Regions from separate parts of the Pan troglodytes genome. Here region 1 is linked to region 2. Evidence: chromatin contacts called from public Hi-C data. All regions are on one chromosome and are shown on one strand. Each heading gives the region's core, a stretch centred on a gene start, on an enhancer-like site or on the middle of the called end of the contact. The rest is flanking DNA. Distances are from core to core; before and after follow the strand shown.

Evidence for each region. Hi-C and Micro-C count contacts between places; a contact is called where the count stands out from the background.
Region 1: a contact with region 2 is called in a Hi-C map of induced pluripotent stem cells, with 3 times the contacts expected there. The contact joins two enhancer-like sites. A contact is called at or near these places in 3 of 7 Hi-C or Micro-C datasets (induced pluripotent stem cells and stem cell-derived neural progenitor cells) and 1 of 1 datasets of contacts at active chromatin or transcription factors (stem cell-derived excitatory neurons).

Annotation. Positions count from the first base shown.
Region 1 is chr19:38,214,182-38,216,881 of NHGRI_mPanTro3-v2.0_pri, forward strand. NUFIP2 (nuclear FMR1 interacting protein 2) reads left to right here. Exons shown (of 6, transcript XM_511374.9): 2 at 978-1,136. Among named protein-coding and RNA genes, the nearest start is that of NUFIP2, 20 kb to the left of the region's middle. Within about 2 kb of position 1,275, at least 10 of the 24 cell types and tissues checked have an H3K27ac peak or open chromatin away from gene starts, as enhancers often do. A contact at or near this core is called in induced pluripotent stem cells and stem cell-derived neural progenitor cells, where this site is marked.
Region 2 is chr19:37,999,294-38,001,993 of NHGRI_mPanTro3-v2.0_pri, forward strand. It overlaps GIT1 (GIT ArfGAP 1), which reads left to right. Exons shown (of 21, transcript XM_511377.8): 6 at 1-80; 7 at 442-484. Among named protein-coding and RNA genes, the nearest start is that of GIT1, 9.1 kb to the left of the region's middle. Within about 2 kb of position 1,303, at least 10 of the 24 cell types and tissues checked have an H3K27ac peak or open chromatin away from gene starts, as enhancers often do. A contact at or near this core is called in induced pluripotent stem cells and stem cell-derived neural progenitor cells, where this site is marked.

The DNA.
Region 1 (2,700 bases), core at 25-2,524, 210 kb after region 2:
TCATTCTTGCTGCAGAGTATAAAATGGATTGTAATGAGCAAAAGGAGACGTAGGGAGACCACTTGGGACCCCACTGCAGACCAGGTGAGAGATGGTATTAACTTGGACTAGGAGGACAACAGTGCTATGGATGTAATCATTCATTTATTATTTTGATCAATAAATATTGAATGAGCTCCCATGAAGAGTGCTAGGCAGTAAAGATACAAATTTGAGGCTGGGCACGGTGGCTCACACCTGTAATCCCAGCACTTTGGGAGGCCAAGGTGCATGGATCACGAGGTCAGGAGATCGAGACTATCGTGGCTAACATGGTGAAACCTCATCTCTACTAAAAATAAAAAAAATTAGCCGGGCGAGGTGACAGGCGCCTGTAGTCCCAGCTACTCGGAAGGCTGAGGCAGGAGAATGGCGTGAACCCGGGAGGCGGAGGTTACAGTGAGCCGAGATTGCACCACTGCACATTGCAGGCTGGGTGACAGAGCGAGACTCTGTCTCAAAAAAAAAAAAAAAAGATACAAATTTGAGCAAAGTAGACATGGTCCCTGCCCTCAAAGAGTTTCTCTAAGAGATAGAATAGACAGGAATTAGTGGTGAGTTGCATGTGGTACTGATGTAAAATAAGTGGTCTGGGATGATTAACTGACTTCCAGTTGTCTCCGACACCTATGTTCCTTCTACCACACTACTTCCCCGAGGATTTGTATTGTAGATGAAGAGCAGGGGACTGAAGGGCAGAGTTATGAAGGAAGACCAAGGCGAATTTGGGAAGAGCTTGTATGCCATTCTCATCAACTCAGACTTTATTCTGGAAACTTTAGGGAGCCATTGAACATGTGTAAGCCAGGAAATAGCTTGGACAGATATATGTGTTAGCAAGATCAAGATTTCTTATCCTTTAACACTTAGAATTCCTACAGGGCTAACTAGGCAAGGATGAAAACATGCTAATCTTCTTTTCATATTCTACCCTCTAGTGGCAAGAGGAAAAACAGCAAGTCCAACTCCACAGGTTTGTAAGGAGCAGCCAGCTTTGATTTGCCCTGCACGTCATAGCTCAGAAAGTTTTGCTGCTCATACAATCCTCAGCAAAGACCATCCATTCATTCCGGGATTCCCCCAGCTCATGGACACAGGTCGGTCTCTAACTACAGACAGCCTTCTTCTGGGAACTCTCACCAGCCTGATTTCCAAACTCCCAGTCCACCTTCACATTGTTTGCCTGTTTTCAGTGCCTTTCCTCTGCAGATCTCTCAGTAGGCAGCCGTAAGGAGTCAGCAAAGGCTAACACGGCTGCCCTCAGCTGGAAACCTAGTGTAGTGCCTATTACATTTCTCCTGGAACCATTCCTTGTGAGAAAGGCAATTCAAACTCTATCTTAAGTGAGCATCTACTTCCTTTTCATCTGAGTTATAAAAGAATAGTGCCCCCTTTGGCTCAAATCTATGCAATGTGGAGGAAGAAAAGGCAAGAGCTAATCCTTGCCATGAATTCATCATTGTCATCGTCACCATTTCACCATTATCAGCAACAGACTCTAGAAACAACTTGGTGAAGGCTTGAAAATAGAGGGTAGGGCAGATATAGGGCAGCCTTCTCAAGGATATCTCCTCCTTTTTTTGAAAAGAGATGTTCTCTTTTTCTTGCATCTTTATTCTCAGTCCATTTGCCCTACAGCCTCTGTGCTTCCAAGATGAAGTTCTGATAAGTGTCTGCTGTGATAAGATAATAAGAGAGTCTATCTATGTAGCTTGGAAATAAACACTGGAATTGCTTCTCAAAAATCCAGATTGATTTAAACACCCTCTGGCAATGTTCTTTTGGCATCCTCCCCAATTTTAAATAACTTGGGTCACAGTTTCCTCCACTCATTGACTCAGCACTTCAGTGGCAAAGTGACCCTCTAAATTTCACCTCAGCTAAGATAGCTCCTCCACCTCCTAGAAGGATAATATTGTGAATTAAATGCTGATGCTGTTTCTGATTTAGCACATATGCACCACCCACAGACAATTTATTCTAGACTTTCTTTTAATGCCAGGGGCTTTAAGATTACTGATGAACAGATCCCTCCCCCATCCAAGCCCTCTATTCACCCAGGAATTTGCGATGGAAATAGTACTGTTGGCTGGAGTAGAGCGGCATACCAGTGCTTCTGAGAGCTGAGTGGCCGTTGCCATGGGGGCGAGTGTGTTTGTATAGAACTGCCTATACAAGGTGGCAGGATTGAGGGCTGCTTTTGATTCAGAGCTGATTAGAGTAGACCTGAGCCAGCCCCCTTATTTTACAGATGAGGAAACTGAGGCCCAAAGATTTAGTTAAATGACTTATTCAAGGTCTGAGGGCAAGGTAGAGACAGAGTTGGGCCTTTTGCAATGCATCACTCTTTCCAATAAAACACCCATTCTGGTTGAGTGGGTGCTCTTCCAGCCAGTTCCACTAATGCCACTATGTTATTACAGCACCATCAATCCAGGTGGAAGTGCCAGGAAACATGGTACAGGCAATAATGACTATGTAAATATTCTTGCATTTGTATGCATGCATATGTTTGCATCAAATTACACGTGCACACCTGAGGGTGATTGTGCTAACTGGATGTTTTTATAGTTCTCTGATTACTGAAATTCCTTAAACCACCCTTTCCTCAAGTGAAATGCGAATAAGAAATAATGCCTATCTCAAAGGATTAAATGAAAT
Region 2 (2,700 bases), core at 53-2,552:
TGAGCTGGCGGAAAGGCTGGTTGAGTGCCAATATGAGCTCACTGACCGGCTGGCCTTCTACCTCTGTGGACGCAAGCCGGGTGAGCAGAGCTTGGGGGGCGCCTGGCTGTGGCAGGCCTGGCTGGGGCTGGGCAGGTGGGACCTGGACACACCCGGCAGCAGGTGCTATGGTGACAGAGCGGCTGGGGAGCAATGTTGCTAGGCAACTGGCTCCTGTGAAATTGCTGCAGGCTCTGGGCCATAGCATCGCTGGGGCTAGGGAGTGGGGGTGGGCATCCTGCATCCTCCCGCGAGCTCCCAGCATTCTTGGGGGTGGCCTGCCCTCCCCACTTTCCCCTGACACTTCTGGGTGCCAGCCCTGCTCATGGCAGTGAGGTGGGCTCCCAGCTGCTGAGGCCACCCAGCACTAGTGAGTGACTTGGCATTTTTATTTTTGTTCAGATCACAAGAATGGGCATTACATCATCCCACAGATGGCTGACAGGTGAGTGCCCACCTGATGCCCCTTTCCAGAGGCTGTTGGATGCCATGTGGGTGGCTGACCCCCAGAGCTCCCAGCCCAGGTTTCAGAGGCCTAGGACCCTGCTCCCTCCCCCCAGAGACTAGAGGCACAGCTTAGTCCTCAGTCCCTAATGCTGGGCCCCAAGGCAGGTAAAAAATGTCAGCTCCGTATGTGGCCCGCATAGTCTGAGCCCCGTGACTGTCAAGTACATGGAGGGCTCGGGTGTGAGAAGCTACCTGTGGGCCGGGCGTGGTGGCTCACGCCTGTAATCCCAGCACTTTGGGAGGCCGAGGCGGGCGGATCACCTGAGGTCGGGAGTTTGAGACTGGCCTGGCCAACATGGAGAAACCCCGTCTCTACCAAAAATACAAAATTAGCCAGGCGTGGTGGCGCATGCCTGTATCTCAGCTACTTGGGAGGCTGAGACAGGAGAATCGCTTGAACACAGGAGGCAGAGGTTGCGGTGAGCCGAGAGCACGCCATTGCACTCCAGCCTGAGAAACAAGAGCAAAACTCCAAACTCCGTCTCAAAAAAAAAAAAAAAAAAGAAAAAGAAGCTACCTCCGGCTGGGAGGGTGGGCCACTGGGTTCTGTCCCAGTGGCACCAACCCCACTGTCTTTAGAGAAGCCTCTGCTCTTCGCTGAAAAGATGAGTGGGCTTCAGGGATGTGACTAACTTTGTGACTGCTGGCTAGGCCTCTAGCGTGCTCAGAATTAGGCAGGTGCCCTGAGGCTGGTTGAATGAGGTGTTTCTGCTTCCGTCTGAGAGGCAGTGTGGGACACCCCCTGCCACTCACCCAGCACATAAGATGGATGCTGGTGCCACCTGGTGGCCACCTCTGATGGCCACGTCCTCATGCCAGGCTGTGCCTGCTGGCCTGGATCTGGAGAGAGGAGGTGCTCTCCTCCCCAAGGGCCTGTGTGGGCAGATGGGCATAACCAGGCCTGGGCAACTCAGATCCTAAACCCAGACCTCTTCCAGACCCCAAGGCTCCTACTTCTATGGTCTGATTCTACCTGGGCTGTGTGTGCATGCGTGCATGTGTATGGTAAATACACCCACATATGGGCTCCATTCAACAGCACATTAACTGAGCACCTTCCCGGAGCCAGCTACTGCCCTTGGCACTGGGAGCACAGAGGCACCTGAGACACAATCCCTGCCCTTAAGGAGCTCACAATCTAGCTGGGGAGGCAGCCTAGGCAGGTGATTCTAGTCCTCATGGGGGAGTGCAGCAAGAGAGGCAGAGGCATGGAGGGTAGAAATGCTGCATGGGAATTGAGGCAGCCCCCGGGCTGGAGCACAGCATGGGAGGCAGGGAACCCTACAAGCAAGACTGGGATAGAGACGAGCTGGAGAATGAGCAGCCCCGAGAGCATCAGCAGGAGCAGTGACCATCCCGAGAGCGGAGAGTTCCAGGCACAGAAGTGTGAAGTCATCTCTGCTGCTTACTGGCTGTGTGACTTGCAGGCTGCTTGACCTCTCTGAGCCTTGGTTACCTCTCCTGGAAATGGAGATGACAGCATCTATTTTTCAGGGAGGAGAGGATTAGATAAGAATGTATGCAAAATGTTTAGCCTTTGTTTTTTTTTTTAAAGAGTTGGGGTCTCGCTCTGTTGCCCAGGCTGAAGTGCGGTGGCTTGATCATAGCTTACCACAGCCTCAAACGATCCTCCTACCATAGCCTCTTGAGTAGCTGGGACTACAGGCACATGCCACCATGCTCAGCTAATTTTTAAATTGCTTTTGTATCTCTGTGTTGCCCAGGCTGGTCTCCACCTCCTGGCCTCAAGCGAACCTCCCACCTTGGCCTCCCAAAGTGCTAGGATTACAGGTGTGAGCCACTGCGCCCGGCCCTAGGGTATTCTGATGAAGTATGTTTGGAGTGTGCCATATGCACGTGTTATCACTGCAGTGCTTTAAGGCAAGGGGTAGTGCAGCCAGGTGTATCCAAAAAATCACCCTGGCTGCTGGGTGGAACAGGATTGTAGGGACAAGACTAGAAGGAGGGAGATTAAGAAACTTACAAAGCCCAGGCAACAGGTGATTGAGGAACCTGGGGAGCTTCACTAGGACTGGAGGGTGAGGGAGGCTTCAGGTGACTGCCAGGTGGCTGACACTGGTGGTGGACGAACAGGTCACTGAGAGGAAGAGCAAGCCAGAGGAGGAGGGGTGGGGGACGCGGTGAGATGAATTC